Regions from separate parts of the Sus scrofa genome. Here region 2 is linked to region 1. The links are chromatin contacts, called in public HiChIP or PLAC-seq maps. All regions are on one chromosome and are shown on one strand. The core of a region is the stretch at or near the end of the contact, and the rest is flanking DNA. Distances in the headings are between cores, read along the strand shown.

Region 1 (6,045 bases), core at 1,186-3,685:
GCTCCAAGAGGCCAGGAAGCTGGCTTGACCCAGGCACTCGCTATAGCTCAGGAGCAAGGCAGCCCGGGACTGGGAGAAGGCTCTGCTCTCATACAAGGGCTGCATCAAGGGCCCCACTGGTCAGGCAGCATAGACATCATCAACTTCACAGCTCTCTGACTTGCAGACCTCCCGTTTCTCCAGGACTGGGATTACACTGTTAATTCGAATGAAAGCCATGCAGAAATATATCGCACCTTCTCTGGATCCCAAAGGGGGAGGAAACGAAGGAAGAAGGAGAAAAAGCAATTTTATAAGAATGGGATTACACCACGGTTGGTGTTATAATTTGCTTTTTGCTTGGATCATAACCATTTTCTCCTATCATTAAATATTCTCTTGAAATAGGATTTTTAATGATTTCACATAAAGTTGCTTGCAACGACACCCTGCAAGATGGGGGTATTATCTAAATTTGATCAACGTGTAGACACCGAGCTGTAAAAAGTAACCTGCCCAAGGTCACACCTCAAGAAAAGAAGAGCTGGAATTGGAGCCCAGGCAGCCTGGAGCCTGCAGTCTTATCCACTGTGATCGGTAGCCTGTGAATCCTATGGCGATGCCATAATCGTATTTCATCAGACTCCCAGTGTTGGATGGTATATGTATGTGCATAGACATACACACACGTATATGCAAGTATAGTTATATGCACACACATAAATTATGTGTGTGCACCCATCCACATATTAAGTAGTGAGCAGTGCTACTTCAGGCCCATGTTTAATGATGGCTATTTATTAAATTTTTTATTCTTTTTATTCTTATTAAAAATGGAAAAATTAAGTTGTCTTCCATTGAAAAAGCATCCAGCGATCTCATGCGTGTCTATGCATACTTGACCAAAACAAGGGGAAAAAAACCTAAAATTCTCCAGGATCCTTCCACGCCTTTTGATTTGGTATTATTTCTCAAATGTCAGCTATTGGTAAGTTTCAAGCATGCTACTGTCTACAGAGGAAAGGTTCTTCAAAAGAGTGTTATTTACCAATAAGTGGTTCCCTCTCACCACCACGCCCCACAAAAAAACCCAACACATGGAGACACCACTTCTCATTATGAATTGGCAAAGACTCTTTTCGTTTCTAAAATCCTCAGCACCAGCAAAATTGTATGGAAGTAGGTCTCTCATACACTGAGCCTCTGGAAATATAAACTGGTATGACTTTATTGGAAAGTAATTTGGCAACAAGTATCAAGAGTCTTAAGACTTGAAAACTTAAATGCAACAACGTACTGCTAAGGAACTCTACCAAGGAAGCCATGGCAACTAACACGAAGCCATAAGAACAGTTTGGGTAGTATAAAAGAAAAAATAAATAAATAAAAATAGAAGAGACTTAAAGTCCAACTAGAGAGCATCAATTAAGTGTATTTTAGGATATGTATTCAATGGTATAGTATATAATCCTCAAAAATCAAGTTGTAGATAAATAACTGTGCTATGAACAAGTAAATATTCATTGTTGCACTGTTTAGAAGAACAAAAAGGTTGAGAGCTAATATACGCTGTATTGTTTCCGACCATCGGACACGATTTATAAACACAATCATCAGAATTATCATTTTCTTATCAATGCCTTGTCATTCTCATCGTCAGTGATTTCACAAAAAAGAAAGGGTTCCATTTTTATAAAGAGACAGAAAGAATACACAGATGGAGAAGACATGAATCTAAAGATATAGGGGTGTGTGTGTGTGTGTGTGTGTGTGTGTGTGTGTGTGTAGGAATAAATATGTATACCTCCCCACCAGGATCTTGGTGATTTTACGATTAAATGATAGTTACTGCTGGGGAAGGATTTCGGAGATATTTACCTGCACCACGTGCTTTCATCACAATGGAGAATCCCAAGCAGTTGGTTCCTTCCCAGCAGATCTTTTTCGCACAGATTTTGCTTGAGCAGAAAGGGAGGCAGTGGAGAAACTCAATGTAAAATGCCTAGACCTGTAATTAGAAAAACAATATTCCCACTGAGTTAGGCAGTTTTCTGTGGTCTCCATTCACATGAGCTGAATTCTCAGAAAAGAGAAACGCATTTGCATAATCTCCCCCCCACCCCCTCTCATACACACACGCACACACACAGGTCTTAATTCAGAAGGTCAAAACCTCAGCAAGCCGACACATAGCAAGTAAGTCCTCATCTCTGCAGATGAGAGGGCTCTGCCCAGCGCTTACTGTTCCCATCCCAGCTCCTGACCTTAGGCACGACACCAGCAAAATGATCCCATCCCTCCCCCTCCTTCTCTGCCTAACGATCCCCAAACCTCCGAGGAATGAAAACCAGTTGGTTCCTCTCCAGAAAGTGTCAGAAGCATTACTGAAGCTGATGCTCTCTAAGGCTCCTTCTAACCACGGAGACAAGCAAGATCATCCCATGCATTTACCATCACTGCCTGACTTTCACTTTCGAAACCTTCTGTCCTCTCTGTTGATGACGCAGGTGAAACATGGTGTCAGTGATACTCAAGGTCATTGTGGACATTTATTGAACACAGACAACGTTTCTGGCACGGGCCGAACACTCTGCATACGATACCCGACTCCATCGTACCTTGTGAGGCAGCCAATCAGCGTTATGACCTCTGTTATTGACAAGAGAACAGGGCACTTGTGTGGCCAGTGGATATTAAAGGCAGTATTTAAGCCACTGTATTTCACAGAAACCACGCTCATAATTCCGGTGCTATATCATCTCTCCAAAACTGACTTATTGACCTTCTTGTACTCTTACAGAAAAGTTAAATAGGAAATCAACGTCAACTTATTTCTCCCTAGAGTTGACATGTCACCTAAGTCTTCGCATGACTCAAGTCTTTTGGGATCGGACTGTCCTTTGATTTGAGTTCCCAAGCTAAATTAAAATCAACATGTTCAGGAGTTCCCATTGTGGCAAAGTGGTTAACGAATACGACTAGGAACCATGAGGTTGCAGGTTCGGTCCCTGCCCTTGCTCAGTGGGTTAAGGATCCGGCGTTGCCCTGAGCTGTGGTGTAGGTTGCAGACGTGGCTTGGATCCCACGTTGCTGTGGCTCTGGCGTAGGCCAGCGGCTACAGCTCCGATTAGACCCCTAGCCTGGGAACCTCCATATGCCACGGAAGCGGCCCAAAGAAATAGCAAAAAGACCAAAAAAAAAAAGCAAACAAAACAAAACAAAAATCAACATGTTCACATCTCCATCAGGAGTAAGTTTATAGTTATTTCAGCAAATGAAAAATGCCAATTGATCCCAAATCCAGATGCCAAAGCACCAAGGAAAAAGACCTAAAATCCAAATTCTCCCCACATGAATACATTTTATTGGAAAGAAGGTAGATGAGAAAATCAAGAGCCACAGGTGAATCTCTAAGTTAAACCACGGAAGTCAAGAGAGGAATTTCTATATATTTATAATATGTCTATGGTGACAAAGATACTTAAACATTTTAATCTAGTTATAAATTCCACCTGCTATGGGTCTTAGGATGACTGCTACACAAAACAGACTAGAGTGTTATCAAGAAACCAGCAGAGTTATTTGCGGATCACATAGTCATTTGTTTGTCATACCTGTGTATATAACGTAGTTATTTATTTGCACAATTCTGGTTAAGCCTCTGTGCCTCTGAACACACCATTTCCTCTGAATTGCATGCCCTTTCCCCTCCCTGCCAACAGAAATGCCTACTCATTCTCCACGGCCAACCTCCAATCTCGACTTCCTCCGCCTCCTGTGAAAGTTTTCTGGAAATCCAAGCAGAGTGGATCCTGCGGACTCTCCTGTGTTTCCCTAGCTCAGCAATGGCACGAACGTCATCCTGACAGCTTCCTTTTCCAAATGACGCCCGGAACCCAACCATCCAGCCATTGATTCTGCCACCAGCACACACCTCTCTTTCTCTCCTGACCATCACCTCCACTCTAGGCTGCCCACCCTCACGACTCATCTGGACTATTCCGTTGGCCTCTCAATTGCTTCCACCCTCTGCCACCCTACACCCTGTCCTCAGGGCCTGCCTACAGCAGTGGCTTTCTACTGAGCTTGGATTCTCACCACAACTCCCAGGGCCCAGTCCTTGCATTTCCCAGGCTGTGTACAGTGTTTCTGGTTTACCTTTAATTCCTGAGAAGTACCATGCTCTCCTAGGCCTCAGGGCCTTTGCACATGATCCGCCCCCCCCCCTTGCTGAGACTTCTCAAATCATCCACCTTCTTCAACCAATGATTTTGTATTCTTCCCTCTTTCAGCTCAATCCTCTTTTCCTTGGCCAGCTCACTAGCCCCTACTTCATAGACTCCCTCTCTCCCCTGTTATACAGATCACCTTTGTAATGGTACCTTTGTTGTTATTGCTAGATTAATTGATGAATGCTTCTTTCCCTAGCTAAGAAGTAAGCCTCCAGGAAGGCAGAGATGTGTTAGTTCTTGCCCGTGCTTTTATCTTCAGTGTCTGACACAATGCTGGGCATGTTATAGGCACTCACTAAGCATCTGCTGAGTGAATAAATGAGAAAAGGAGGAAGGGAGGGGAGAAGGACATCCCTTATTATAACTTAAGGAGTGTTGAATTAATCTGCTGATGGCTTTTCAACACACACACACATAAGGTCTGCCCTCCTTTGAACAGCAGGCCATGCTCCTTGTGATCTGACCCCAGCCGTCAGTGACCCTCCTCCAGCCACACTTGACCCTCGGCCCCTCTGAATCTCTTTGACCAAGCCTGCCTGGCTCTGCCTCCTGTCCACACCCTGGTCTGTTCTGTTCCCTCGGCACAATTCCCTCTGATCATCTTTTCAAACTCAGACTCACTCTTCAGGTGTTGGAGCTCTGGCTGATTTTCTGTGAAGACCTGTCTAATATCTTCTGGGAAGCTGAGGGCCTCTTTCCCCATTTTTTTCTACAATCCTCTACCTAATCCTGTTAAAGTCATGAGCATATGCTCTTGGACTTGTGTCTTAGTGACAAGTTCATCTCTCCCACTGAACTCTCCAAGTTCATTGTTAAGTCCCTTACAGGCAAGACGGGGTGGGTATACCTGATCTCACTATCTCCAGAGTTTAGCACAGCAGCCTGACACATAGTCAATACATAAATTTTTGCTGAATGAATAAGAGAGGATTTACATTTATGTGTATATATATGTGTGTGTATAGATATGTATGTAATGTGTATAAAGCTCCAGAGTTTACATATTTGATAAAATATATTATCAATGTAGTATATTTAAATTACTAGGAGCTCCCATCGTGGCTCAGCAGAAATGAATCTGGCTGGTATCCATGAGGATGCATGTTCGATCCCTGGCCTCAATCAGTGGGTTAAAGATCCGGTGTTCCCGTGAGCTGTGGCGTAGGTCGGCGGTTGCAGCTCCAATTCGACCCCTAGCCTGGGAACCTCCATATGTTGCAGGTGCAGCCCTAAAAAGACAAAAAAAAAAAAATTACTAATAAGTGTTGTGAGGCCTCATGGTTACAAACTCATCTGGAAAATGGGCATAATGCCACCCACCTCGCCAAGTAGTTGGGAAAATGAAATAATACACATAAGTAGAACATGGAGCTCAGCCTACTGGAAGCACTCTCTAAACATCATCGTTAGGGCAACCAAGTTGAATTTGTAATTCATGCTTCAAATTTAACAGTTTTATTTGCCAACACTTTTTCCTATTAAAACTTCAATTAAAATTAGCACTGGCATCGCTGTAAGGCCCTAAGAGAGGTCATCCGAGAGGCCCTCATCAAACTAAGGAGAAAGGAGAGCTTTATTCACTACAGCTGATGGGCAAATTATTGTTTCAAATAATCTGCAATACATGTGTAGAGGCACAGACGCTTCAATGGAAAAGAAGTAACTCTGTGCAAAAAATTATCTATAAAGTCTAAATGAGAGAAACAACAAATATTATCACTGAAGTGCTCTAAATATTTAGCAGAAATAATTAGAAACGCTTACGGTGGATTATTTCTTTTGCTAAAAAAACAAGACAGTAATACATATTCATCCGTTTCTTTTAATTACTGGA
Region 2 (5,669 bases), core at 1,543-4,042, 83 kb after region 1:
GAACCTGGCTGCCTTTTGGCTGGTACACTTTTCCAGCTAAAAATGAGAAATCGAAGACAGAAAGCTGAGTAGAAACACAGGATGGGGAATTCACATACACTTTTACAGAATTTTTTTTTTCCTCTAAGAGATCTGAATAGTCAGCATGCTAGTAGCTTTCTGATTTGAATAAAAATAGACATCACTATTTTAATTTCACACACACACACATACCCCTATGGAATTTAATTTACCAAGAAGGGAGGGAAAGAAGAAAGAAAGGAAGAAAAAAAAAAAAAAAAAGTAAGGCAGGGAGGTAGAAATGGAGGGAGGGAGGAAAAAAAGAGTCAGTTTTTGTGTGGGAGGTTAAGTTCAAGTGCTAAGCAAAGGTCATAGATAATTCAAATTCACTTTGAAGATCCCTTAACTTTCCCATAAGCCACTGCGAACATGGTTTTGAGTAGACAGCTCTTGACAGCAACTTTCACGTACACAGAAGTCTAGCACCTACTGAGTTATTAGCCCATCGGAAGAACTCATTGGAGGGTCACACAGTAATGTCTGAACATTCAAATCATTCCTCTCTTAATATAAGTATCACATCCCTTGAGTGAAATGGAAGACTTAGCTGAAGAAGGTTAAAGGGCTAGGGCTTTCCAGCAGGTTTTACTTCATTCTGCTGGAGTAGGAAGCTTCTTGAACTTGAATGCCTATTAAGAAATTTATTGTTGCTATAGTTGAAAAACATTGTGGCTTCACACCTTGAGTCCTTCATGTCATGGTCTGAAGAATAACTTTAAAAGTCATGCCTTTAAGGATTTCGTCTGGTTGTTATTTTTAAAAAAATTAAACACATAACCAAATACATGCCAAACATTTTCCAAAGCTCTTCATGCCTCTTTTTTGTTCACCCCCTTGGCTCTCCACTGTTGTGGAGTAGTTTACCCTGGTCTCGCCCATGCAGTCCAGATAATGAAATTCTAAAAGAATGTGCAGAACTTAAGTAAGTTCGGGATGATGCAGTCGGGGCTCCTGGCTCTGTACCCCGGCTCTCCAGAGAGAGCAGCCCCAGAACTGGCCTGTGAGCAGGGGCAGGGGACTGAGCTGCAGGCAGCCTTGGGATCAGGCTACTGCTTTAAAGAGCCCCAGTTGGATCATGAATTAAGAATGCCAGTGAAAATGCCCCTTTCTTTCTTTTCATTCCCTAATCCACAACGTCCTGAGTGCCACAATGAATTCTCATCTATTGTACTTTTCAGATTGATTAATTGATTGTGCTTTCTTAAGGCCGCATCTGCAGCATATGGAGGTTCCCAGGCTCGGGGTTGCACAGGAGCTCTAGCTCCCGGCCTACACCACAGCCACAGCAACACCAGATCTGAGCCGCATCTTTGACCGACACCAAAGCTCGTGGCAACGCCGGATCCTTAACTCACTGAGCGAGGCCAGGGATCGAACCTGCATCCTTATGGATACTAGTTGGCTTTGGTGCCACTGAGACACAGCAGGACCTCCTTCAGCTTCTTTTCTATTCCTCTGGGAGGACTAACACGGGAAGGTAAAAATATCACAACGTGTAGTACATTCATCTGATCCTTCAAGGGAAGAAGGGCCCAGGGCAGCCCAGGGTAAGGGTCAGGTGTCACCCAAGGGAGAGTGAGGGACATCAGGCATGGAAACCCGGTACCTGTCCTCCAGTGCCTTAAAACTTAACGTGAAACTAATGACACTGATGAGTGTTCTTCACGCTTATACATAAAGAAGCCCGCTGGCCATTTCATTCTTAAACAGCCAGAGAAACGGGCAAGTATTACATGAATGTGGGACACGGAATGTGTGAAAGGGCTCTTTTTGTTTTTTATGAATGAACCAGCATGTGCCTAAGGAAAGAGTCGATTATTTTAGAAAACACAAATGTCCATCATTCATTACTCCCTGAGGAATGGTTTGAGATATGACATCAGGAGAGGCGAGCATCTAGAGATCACGTCATCCACAACCTGAAAGATTAAATTAGAGGTGGAGCGAAGAGAAAATTCTGCTCCGGAAAAGGTTGGGGGTGGGGCGAGGAGTAGAACTGGGGAGCTATCTAACGAATTCCAAAGGAAGCGGGGGGCGCGACACCGATGACTGTTATAACTCCTCCTTGACTGGACTGGGCTCCAAGCAGACACCTGGGGGTCCTCTGAGAGGAAACGCGGTCCCTTTGAAAGTCTGCATCTCTGTGCATCTCAGCTGTACATCTTGGAAATAAAGGTGCCGCAGAGGACCACAGAACCTGTCAATCAACAGTGCACTGGGGTAAGCCCTGCAGTCCGGCTTACACGGCCTCCGCTGGCATTCTCCCTTACGAATCAAGGGGGACACCACAGGGGACACGAGAGACCAGCTGCCTCTCCAGCGCTGCCACTGCCAACAGCATTTAGAGGAAAGGCAAAAAGGTGTCACACGTGTAAACGCACTTTAAGGAACCCCGCGTAAGAGCCAATCAGGACAAGCCTGGGGCACCCCAGACTCATGCATATGAACAAGGATGTGCCGCTGCTGAGCAAGGCTGCGCGGGATGTGCGGGAACGCTCTGGCTTCAGTACACCCCAGACGCTGCTGCCGCCGCCGCCGCCACCGCCGCCGCACACCTCCGTCTTCCAGCTCCCATGAGCTCACCCTCGTCTGGCGAAAAGAGCTCAGTGAATCAATGGCTGCTGTTGAACTGTTTATGTATTTTTCAAGTCCTGATTAGGCCATTAGTCACCAAGCATACTGCACAGTGAACTAGAGTTGCTGCAATTATGCAACTTCCCGAGAACATACCCGGAGCATTTACAGTGAGACCACGGTGCCAGGGAAATGTGAAATGGAGATTATGTGTCAGCAATTTCAAGGACCGTGTGCTTCAATGCCAGAAGAAATATATGCGTGGCAGATAAGGAAAAGCGGGGAGGGAAAAAAAGATCAATGATGAAAGCAACCATGTTTATCCCCTCTGAACACAGCCAAGATCTGAAAATGAGAACTCCCTGTGCAACCAACAACTCCCAGAAAACAGTGCTCCATATCATCTGTCCCCTCTTCTCCGTACTGTCCCCAGGAACCTGGGGTGCAACACAGCCATCAAAGGCACAGAACTACTGAGTCTCGACCTCATTCTGTGCAGAGCTAAGTTCCCCTTGAGAGCCCCCCGACACCTGCTCACATCTGTATCAGACTCCCCCCCAAAGCATTTCCCTTCTCCTTTCTGCTCCTAGTTCTCACTTTTCATTTTCAAAACCAGCAAAAGTTCTGTAATTCTATATTCGAGGATTTCTCATCCAAAGCAATAAAGAACAACTCACAGAAGGAAAAGAAAGGAGCATGATAAAGCGGCCCTTAATTTCTTTTATCGAGATGCTGAACGGCGGCCACGAGCCCTGCTTGAGAAAAGCCAGTGACAAGTGTGTGTGCAAAAGGGATCGGCTACTCGGAACCTTCCGGCGGAGAAATGGGAAATGAGGGACCATGAGAAGTGGGTCAGCTCCTCCACGTTTACTGGACAAGTCATAACATGAGCAAGCACCTTCCTCAGAGTGTTTTATAGTATTTTTCATGGCACGTCTGATACTTTGGGGTCTGTTAATCCACACTTTCCTACTTCTATTCATATACTTTATATGTATTTATTTGTTGCGTTATATATTTTAGCTGAACTTGCAATGACAGTTATTTTTAAGAGGCTGCCAACACAGGTCAATAGGGACCTCAGAAACCTGGCTTGCAGTGACTCTGGCATAAGGCGCCTTGACAGCCAAAACCAACCAGAAAGTTGATGAGATCCAGGTTTCCAAAACACTAAAGTAAAGGCAACATTTGCTTTCTTCCATCTGGCCTTAAAACAAAACAAAACAAAAAAACAAGAACACAACAACAACAACAACAACACCCCAGGTTATTTACCAAAAAGAAATCCTTTTAGAACGTCACCCACCACTTCCTCATGGATTCAGGGTGCAGATCTGGAGGTCCGTTTGTCAGTCTGGCTTCAAGCGAGCTGCAGCTTTCTTCACCTTGGACTGGGACAAGGTGTGGAAGAGATATGGTACCCAACGGGCCAACACACCAGTGGCATCCAACACAGTTGCTTTCTAAATTAACACCCTGAGTCTCTCCACGGACAGGCTTCCAAAACTAATTGTGGCCGTGCGGATAAAGAGGGCAGTTTCTCAGCTTCAGTGCCTTTCGGGTTATTTCAACTCTCTACCTCTGTTCACTCTCCTGCAGGAACTTTTGACAGAGAGCATTCCCTAATATTCCCAAGCAGAACCATCCAGAAGAAAAATTTCTTACTCGTCTTCAGAGAGCTGAAGACCGGAGTCCTTTGTCTTTCCTATTTTGGAGATTTTATTGGAGGGGCTTGGGGACTACCTGAGGGCATTGGGGACAGACAGACTCCTGGATTTAAGCTCAGGACAAACAAACCTTTCACATGAGCCCTTAAAAACAGACAGTGTTCTGTCTGAGTTTCTGAACCCCATTCTAGTGCAAACATGCTTGGCACCCAGTGCCAGAGTTTTCTTCTTGGCTGGCTGCTCTGCTGCCACTATGGAGATCACCACTTCTGGGTCCCTGCGACTCCCCTGTCTTCCCCCGCTCCCCCATCACCCTGTGCCCAGGCTGCAGGGGCACAGGATATGCATCCTGATGCCAAGGAATGGTCAGCGCCTCCAGCAGGTTCATGCCACACTTCTTCTCCTGGCCCCTCCTTGGTCTGGCGCAGTGACCCTGTGGCCACTCTTTCATCATGTGTCTGTTAACTCAGATGCAGACCCTGGGGTGGACAAATCTAGCCCATGATGGAAGGCTTGAAGGTGCAGGGACATCCAGAAGTATCTTTGACTCCAGGAACTTCTTTTTCTCTTATCTCCTAGTTTCTCTCCCCCCATCCCAAGGTCGGGGGGGGGGGTTTAAAAATCACACCCCTCATGGAGCTCTCATCTCTATTCCTTTGGGAAGATGAGAGACTCTTCTGAAAACAGTGGCCCCTGGAGATGCTCAAATCCATCCCCCTTCCCACATTAAAGTTTTCCTTAGTAGAGGCTCCGTTCCTTCTCAGATCACATCCAATGACTAAGGGCTCCTTTTTACAGGGAATGAAATGGCCTCAGTGACCATTTGATATAATGGTTTCATGAACTGAAAGTCTAGCTACTATAACAGAGAGATCCCTGGGCCTCAACCTGCCACCCCCACCCCCCACCCCAAGTTCTTGGCTCATTCAGTAGAGGCCGGTGGGAGGCCTAGAATTCTCCAGGGGTTTCTGAAGCCACATTTGAAAACCACTGATATAATCCAACTTCCTCATTTTCCTAAGGCCCAGAGAAGTTAGGTTATTAGCCAAAGGCCACACAACGGTTAATGACAGGCCTGAGACTTCAACATAGTTCCTGGTATGCTAGACCAATGACTTTCTTTTCCAATACTTTGTAAGTATTGAGTATTCTGTAAAACCTGAATCATTTAGTCTCTGCTAATAAAGATAGTATCTTCTTAATGAATGTGTAATTCAATTTCTTTGAATTTATTATACAACCTCCATACTGTCAGAGTCTTCTATGCAGTTAGGTGTCACCTTTCTTCCATTCAGGGTGGTTTTCTAAGAGAATTAAGGATTCTTCATTACTTTACCTTTATATTCTAGAGGTGACAGAGACTTCCTG

The links. HiChIP or PLAC-seq counts read pairs in DNA pulled down with a chosen protein or histone mark.
Region 2: an H3K27ac HiChIP or PLAC-seq map of alveolar macrophages shows a contact between it and region 1. The contact joins two enhancer-like sites. A contact is called at or near these places in 2 of 47 Hi-C or Micro-C datasets (embryonic fibroblasts and epiblast stem cells) and 1 of 2 datasets of contacts at active chromatin or transcription factors (alveolar macrophages).

Annotation. Positions count from the first base shown.
Region 1 is chr7:12,554,431-12,560,475 of Sscrofa11.1, forward strand. It overlaps ATXN1 (ataxin-1), which reads right to left. Exons shown (of 8, transcript XM_021099774.1): 4 at 1,858-1,987. Among named protein-coding and RNA genes, the nearest start is that of ATXN1, 170 kb to the right of the region's middle. Within about 2 kb of position 2,436, at least 5 of the 83 cell types and tissues checked have an H3K27ac peak or open chromatin away from gene starts, as enhancers often do. A contact at or near this core is called in alveolar macrophages, where this site is marked.
Region 2 is chr7:12,637,384-12,643,052 of Sscrofa11.1, forward strand. All of the region lies in intron 2 of ATXN1 (ataxin-1), which reads right to left. Among named protein-coding and RNA genes, the nearest start is that of ATXN1, 91 kb to the right of the region's middle. Within about 2 kb of position 2,793, at least 21 of the 83 cell types and tissues checked have an H3K27ac peak or open chromatin away from gene starts, as enhancers often do. A contact at or near this core is called in alveolar macrophages, where this site is marked.